Linked DNA regions of Oryctolagus cuniculus: region 2 is linked to region 1. A link is a contact called in public Micro-C data. All regions are on one chromosome and are shown on one strand. The core of a region is the stretch at or near the end of the contact, and the rest is flanking DNA. Distances in the headings are between cores, read along the strand shown.

What was found. Hi-C and Micro-C count contacts between places; a contact is called where the count stands out from the background.
Region 2: a Micro-C map of ear pinna shows a contact between it and region 1, with 6 times the contacts expected there. The contact joins the promoter of ADAT1 here to the promoter of CFDP1 in region 1. A contact is called at or near these places in 2 of 6 Hi-C or Micro-C datasets (ear pinna and an unstated tissue).

The regions. Positions count from the first base shown.
Region 1 is chr18:57,858,991-57,862,553 of mOryCun1.1, forward strand. CFDP1 (craniofacial development protein 1) reads right to left here and starts at 1,586. Exons shown (of 7, transcript XM_002711685.5): 1 at 1,324-1,586. The coding sequence starts at 1,387.
Region 2 is chr18:58,005,076-58,008,611 of mOryCun1.1, forward strand. It overlaps ADAT1 (adenosine deaminase tRNA specific 1), which reads right to left and starts at 1,919. Exons shown (of 10, transcript XM_051847292.2): 1 at 1,187-1,919.

The DNA of each region.
Region 1 (3,563 bases), core at 336-2,835:
AAAAAAAAAACCACAGGGGCCAGCACTGTGGCACAGCGGGTTAAGCCACTGCCTGCAACGCGGCATCCGGAACGGGAGCAGGCTTACAAACCTTCAAGCTCCCTGAGAACACACAGCCCACGCGTCTGGCTCCCACTCTCAGTCCCGCCCAGCCCCGGCCTTTGCGATCACGTGGGGAGGGAACCAACGCATGGAAGACCTGTCTGCCTCTCTCTGTGCCTTTCAAATACGTGAAATAAATCTTCAAACACAAAACAAGACACTGCAAGAGTCAAAGAGGACAACCAAGCCAAACCAGGGCAGGTGAGAAGACAAACATTTCGGAAGGTGAGAGTGAAAACCCAAAGAATCAACGCGGTCAGGGGGATGAGCAAGGCAAGCCTGAAAGTTCAGAGTCAAATTAGCAGTGAGCACACGGACAGCGAGGCGCTAACAGAACGTGGCAATGAACGCCAAAAGCAGGCAGGAAGGCGATCGGCCCACCACCCAACGCAGCGGTGAATGGTGTCGCAGCTCCAAAACGCAATCCGGCCAAAACGAGACGCAGGTGCACGAACGGCAGGAGGAGGAGGAGGGCCGGCGGAGGAACGGCGGGTGGAGGGTGGGGGCGGCGTGCAAAAGCCTCCCCTCGGAGAGCACCAAGCAAGGGCGCCGGGTGATGGCAAAGGCGTTTGCAAACCGAGCCTTGCAGAAACTCGACTGCGCCGAAGCACGCGCGGCCCTATTAGAACGGAAGCCAGTGTCCCGCGACCACACGGGCGGAGAACCGACGGCGAGAGCGGCCAGCAGGTTGTGCAGGGGCCCCCGAGACGGCGTGGGGGCTCCGAGCCCGGCCGGGGGCGAGGGGCCAGGGGGCACTCGCCCCACACCACAGCCGTGACCGCCCGCTTCGGTGACGGCCCCGGGGCACCGATTCCGGGCGGAGCGCCCGCGACCAGACCCCTCGTGAGGCTGGACGGCCGCACGCGCATCTCGCACGCGCCGGGAGCCAGCCATTGCCTCGGGCCAGCGGGGCCAACAGCGTCGACGTCCGCCTTCCAGAAGCTTCCGAAGCGGCGGGCGGCGTCCACGTGCCCGTTCCCGCGCTCCGCTAGGGGCGGCGGCCGAACCCCGCCCGCCCGCCGGGGACCGCTGCTCGGGACGCCCCCGCGCACAGGCCTCGCGCCGGCCCCCGGCGGGCGGGCGGTCGCGGCGGACCCGCTGGACGCCGGGAGCCCCGGGCACCGCAGGGCGCGCCGAGCGGATGCCCGCGAGCGCCAGGCGCGCTTCACGTGAGGCGGGGGGCGGGGCAGTCAGCCTCTCGCCTCGGGCGGAATCGCTCACCCGACGGCACGTAGTCCTCGTCCTCCTCCGAGGTGGAGAAGTCTTCGGAATCGAATTCCTCCATGGTGCTGCAGGTCGGGGCCAGCCAATCCACAAGACCGCAAGAGCAGCAGCCGCCCCACAACAGCAAACCTCTAGGGAGAGACCATAGAGCTGCGGCGGCGGCGGCGGCTAGGGCGGCCCGGGCTGGGTGTGCACATGCGCAGAAAGTGCTACGTGGTGGAAACACACTTCCGGTCACTGCCTCCGGGCTGACGCTCTCGTGCGGCGCGTGAGGCGGTGCGGGCCCGCCCAGAAGCGGTGCATGCTGGAACTTGTAGTCTTGGTGAAATGCGGCGCTACACTTAAGTTGCTCATCTATGGGATTAGACCTGGCTCTCGTTATTCGTGGGTTTGCCTGATGGAGAAAATACGGGTGTTAGACAAGCTCCGCTCAGGCGTGAGTTACAGCGCGGCTGGCCGCGAGTTCAAGGTGAATGAGTCGACCAGCCGGTACCCAAGAAAAACGAGCAGGAAATCCGCCGATGTGTGCGTGAGGCAGCCCCGGGGAGTACTCGCGTCTCAGCGATAGTGCGAGGTGAGGCGATGGAGACGCGCCTGAACCTGTGGATTCACGAGATGCCGGCCGACCGAACAGCGTCGTGGGCAGCCTTGTTGTGAGACTGAAAGCCGGAGGGATTCACGGCCCTGTCCCCAGGGGCAGGGATGGGCGAAGCCCCTCTCGGCCAGCGCCGGCGCTGCGGTCTGAGGACCGGGAAGCTGGCGGGCGAGGCCGGCTCTGCAGATGGATTTAACAACACATCTGCTGAGTGTTACACAGAAGAGCTGCGTGGACGCGCCGGCTTCCAGTGCCGATGACACCGGCCTGTTTTACAAGGATGTTGAAGACGAACCTATGTAACTCGTGTGGCCTCCGAAGCCCTGGACTTTAAACCATCCCGAGACCATGCAGCCTTGCTGCTGTGCGCCAGTGCCAAGGGCGACTTCAAGTGCAAACCTTCGTGGTGTACGGAGCCCAACTGAAAGGCAAAAATGTCAACCGCATGCCAGTCCACAGGAGGTGGAACAAGAAGGCTCGGGTGATGGCTGACTGGTTGAACTCTATCTCCAGAGCAGAAACCTTGCCTTCAAGGTTTTTTTTTTTTTTTTTTTTTTTTTTTTTTTTTTTTTTTTTTTTATTAATTTTGGATAATGCCCCAGCCCACTGCCGGGAAGAACTTGAAAATGCACACCCCAGGTCGGCGCTGTGGCGCGGCGGATTAAAGCCGCAGCCTGAAGCGCCGGCATCCCATGTGGCCGCCGGTTCTAGTCCTGGCTGCTCCACTTCCAATCCAGCTGTCTGCTGTGGCCTGGGAAAGCAGTAGAAGATGGCCCAAGTCCTTGGGCCCCTGCACCAGTGGGAGACCCAGAAGAAGCTCCTGGCTTCGGATCAGCTCAGCTCTGGCGTTGCAGCCATTTGGGGAGTGAACCAGCGGATGGAAGACCTCTCTCTCTCTCTCTCTCTCTCTGGCTCTACCTTGCTCTGTAACTCTTTCAAATAAATAAAATTAATCTTAAGAAAAATGCGCACCCCAACGTAGAGGTTCTTTTTATGCCCCCAAACACCACGTCTCTCAGCCAACCCCTCCATCGGGGTATAATAAAAGCTTCAAGGCACACTATAGGAGGAGCTTTACAGCAAGGCCTGGGAAACGCGCAAGGCCCACGGGGAAACCACCGTGATGCACTACTGGAAGTTGATCACCATCCACAACGTGGTCGATTACGATGGCACCGCCTGGGACAACCTCAAGCGGGCGATTATCAATACCTGCTGGAGAAGTGTTTGGCCAGACTCTGTGGAAGATTACGAAGGCTTTGAAGGTGTTGCAGAAAGCGGAGCAGTGTGGGAAACATAAAGCAGTTCACATGCGAATACGTGGAGAGGGCTTGGGCGACATGCAGGAGGAAGATGTGAGGAGGGTCTGGTGGAGAAGGCTGCAGGGCCCACCAATGAAGACCTGGATGAGAGGGCAAAACAAGGCAAGGACGGGGAGGGGATCAGCCTGAGACTCCAGGAGCCGTCCCTCTCACGCTGGCCGAAGTATCGGAATGGAATTTGGCCATGGGTAAAAATTTTTGTGACATGGAAGAGTGTGGCCCTACGCTTGATCACAGCCTCAGATTCAGGCGCCTCACTTCCACTCGTTTGCCCCTTACACCGACATCCTCAAGGGTCTGAAGCAGAAAGCCAAGCAGAC
Region 2 (3,536 bases), core at 669-3,168, 150 kb after region 1:
GTCCTTTTCTACCCTCCTTTTGAGGCACTTTCTCTCCTTTCCCTATGGAAGAGTGGTTTTCTCTGTCTCCCTCTAATAAATTCCAACCAAGAAGTTCCTTACAGGTCAAGTGTTCTCCTTTTCACAGGAGTCATGCTTAAGGGTATGGGCTTTCGAGTCACCCTTCTGGGGCCTAATTCTAGTTCTGCCACTAATTAACCCTATGTGACCTTGATTACCAACTACTCTACATCTGTTTAAATATGGCTGGGGTGGGCGTCCAGTCTAGCAGTTAGCCTGACAGGATGCCCACTTCCCAAAATGGAGAACCTGGATTTGGGTTCTGGCTCCTGACTCCAGCTCCTGCTAACGCAGACCTGGAAGGCAGTGGTGATGACTGAAGTAGTTAGGTCTTGCCACCTACACGGGAGACCAGGATTGAGTTCTCAACTCCCAGCTTCAGCCCAGCCTATGCCCAGCCTTTGTGGGCATTTAAAATGAACCTGTATACAGAAGCTCTGTCTCTCAAAAAAAATAATAATCTAATAGTAATAATATCTAATCTATTGGAGTTCTTGTGAAGATTAAAAAATAACAGCAAATTCTATGATGTTGAGTAATTAACATCAACTGTGATTAACATGACAAAAATAACATTTAATTTACTTTGAGGTACTTGGTGGTGGTGGGAGGGCAGAGCAAAAGGACTATAACTGGCAAATTAGAAACATGAATTAAAAAAAAAAAACCAAATTAGGCAGATCAGACCTTAAAGAGGCTTAGGACACTTTACTGGAAACTCTCCCACTCCTGGCTCTGTATCACCACTCACTAGACTCATCCTAACCTCATGTGGTCTCAATTATATCCAAAGCCTCTTGGTAGAAGATGAGATCATGTGGCAATGGGCAGAGCTAAGCACTGTAACCAAAAAAAAAAAGTTTGCAGACCTCAATGCACGTCACTTTTGAAAGACCCTTCCACACTGAGACCCGTGCATTACAATGTGCAGGCCTGAAACTGCAGTAAACGGTAATACTAAGACCATGGGGATTTAAAACAAAAATCTGGCAGGAACTGACAGAAACTGTGACTTCAAAATCAGAGAACCGGAAGTCGTCTTGCATCTCTTAGAACAAACAAAAAACATTCTGGGAGGCACCCCCAAGCGGTGAATTTTAACGAGGGCAGGTATCCGGCCACCAACCAGATACTAAACCAGAGAAGCACCACGCACGCTATCAACTAGCAGCCCAGCAAGGCCGACTCTCCCAGGAGAAAGGACTCCCTGCCACGAAGCAGCCCGAAGCAGTCATCTCGTTCAGGCAGTCGACTGAAGGAGGATGCAGCTATTGCCATGAACGAATCCTGTTTCTGCCATCCCGAGTCCATCAGAACCCAAGCCTGCGCTCCCTCCTAGATCCTGAGGGACTTCTCCAGAGAAAGCACCGCACCTGTCGGCCCACAGGACCGCAGTGCCAACAGCCCTGACCAGAAAAGTCAAGTCGGCGGCCAGGCGGAACCGCGGCTTTAGCGGGGCTCCCCGAGGCACAGCCCTCTTGGCCACTCGCGAGCTCGGGGCGGGCCCTCCAACAAGGAGAAAAGCCAGACGGGGCACTAAGGGAGCGGGCTGGGGACAACGTGAGCGCCCGACTCACGGGGTCCCGCGGCAAGCGCTGGCCGCCAGAGCACTCCACGCACGCGGTGGCTGCTGGCACTTCCGGGGACGGAGGGAACTTTCCCACGAGACACGCGTCCGGGAAAGTCCTGACATCATTTTCCCACATGAAATGGGCTCGGCAAAGTCATACCACAGGTTCCTGACTCGGGGCCGGGACCCGCTACCCCAACACACAAAACGCCCTCCCACCTCCACGCCGAGGGAACCAGCCTAACACTGGGGTCGCGGAGACGTGACGTACAAAGAGGCCGTCCCTTCCGGGCGCGCGCAGTGCACGCCGGCCCTTGTAGTCTTCGGTGGGGGCGGAGCCAAGGCCGCGGTACTGGATCCGAGTCTGGGATCCTCTTGGTGGTGTATTTTGCGATGCTCACAACAGGCTGAGGGGCCGCCTGTCGGGTTAGAGGTAGTTTCAAATGGAATGATGTATCTAGTAACACTACTCTGAACTTTCGAAACAGTGCCGCACAATAGAAATAATAAGTCATTTTGTAATTTAAAAATTTCTGGTAACCCAAAAGATGTTCAAAAGAAATACGTGAAATTAATTTTGCTCATTTATTTTACTTAGACATATATATATATATACATAAAAATCTCATTTCAACGTGTAACCAGTGTTTTAAGAAATACTGAGGTATTTTACATTGTTTTTTTCTATCCTGTGTTTAAGACATCTGGTGTATATTTTACATCTGGATTCAGATCAGCCACATTTCAAGCCGTCAATCGCCACATGTAGCTACTGTGGCAGAAGCACAGGAGTAATGCCTTCAGATTTCCAGGAATGGGTGGTATAGCACTCTGGGATAGTTCTGGAAACTCCACTCATCAGCAGTTGTTCACCTCAATTGCTAAAGAAGAGACAGTTCAGTTTTCTTATTATCTCCCAAAAGTTAAGAGGAGACAGAGTAAAGTTCTTAACTCCATCCTTCTCGTTATTACAGAGGAAAAGGGCCGTGGCCCTACTCCAAGGTTAAAGATCTGCTTGCTCCTCATTCCTGGTCCTCCCAAGTCTGTCTCTGAAAAGGCAGAACAGATTTTCCACGTGCTGGTTCACTCCCCAAATGCCCACAACAGCCAGAGCTTGGTTAGCCTGAAGCCAGGAGCCAGCAGCTCCATCCAGGTCTCCCACATGGGTGGCAGGAACCCAGGTACTGAGACGTCTCCTGCTCCCTAGGGTGCCCATAGCAGGAAGCCGGGTTGGAAGCAGGACTCTGTCCTAGGCAGGAATCCCAAGCAGTGCTTTAACCCACTGTTAAGGATTAGCATCCTCCATCCACAACAGAATCCCTCCTCGGTGCTAACACTGATCCTGGTGACGTAGGCATGAGGGTATGATGGTCCAGGGTTCCTTATCTCAGGACTGGTTCTACTATCAATCCATGTCATTTCCCATCCCTAACCCTCACACCACCACTCATTACCAAGTCCTGTATGTTTTACTTCCCATCTCTTGAACCCATCTACTCCTATGGCAGCTAGCTAATTCAAGCCACTTTGACCCATGTTGAACTGATTGCTACTTTCATCTTTTCTTTCCTAACTCCACTTCCTCTCACAGCAGACTTTTTTTTCTAAAAGATTTATTTATTTGAAAGGCAGAGAGTTACAGGGATGCAGAGGCAGAGAAAGAAAGAGTCAGTCTTCTGTCTGGTATTCACTCCCCAGAAGGAAGTGGAGCAGCCAGGACTCGAACCAGTGTCCATATGGGATGCCGGCACTGCAGGCAGTAGCTTTACCTGTTAGGACACAGCATCAGCCCCAGACAGCAATTTTCAAATGACAAGATAATCCGTCCGCTTAAATTCAAGGGCTTCCCAGCACTTTTCTCTGCAAGCTTGGGAACATGTCTGATTCCGTTCATTCCAGTAGAGCA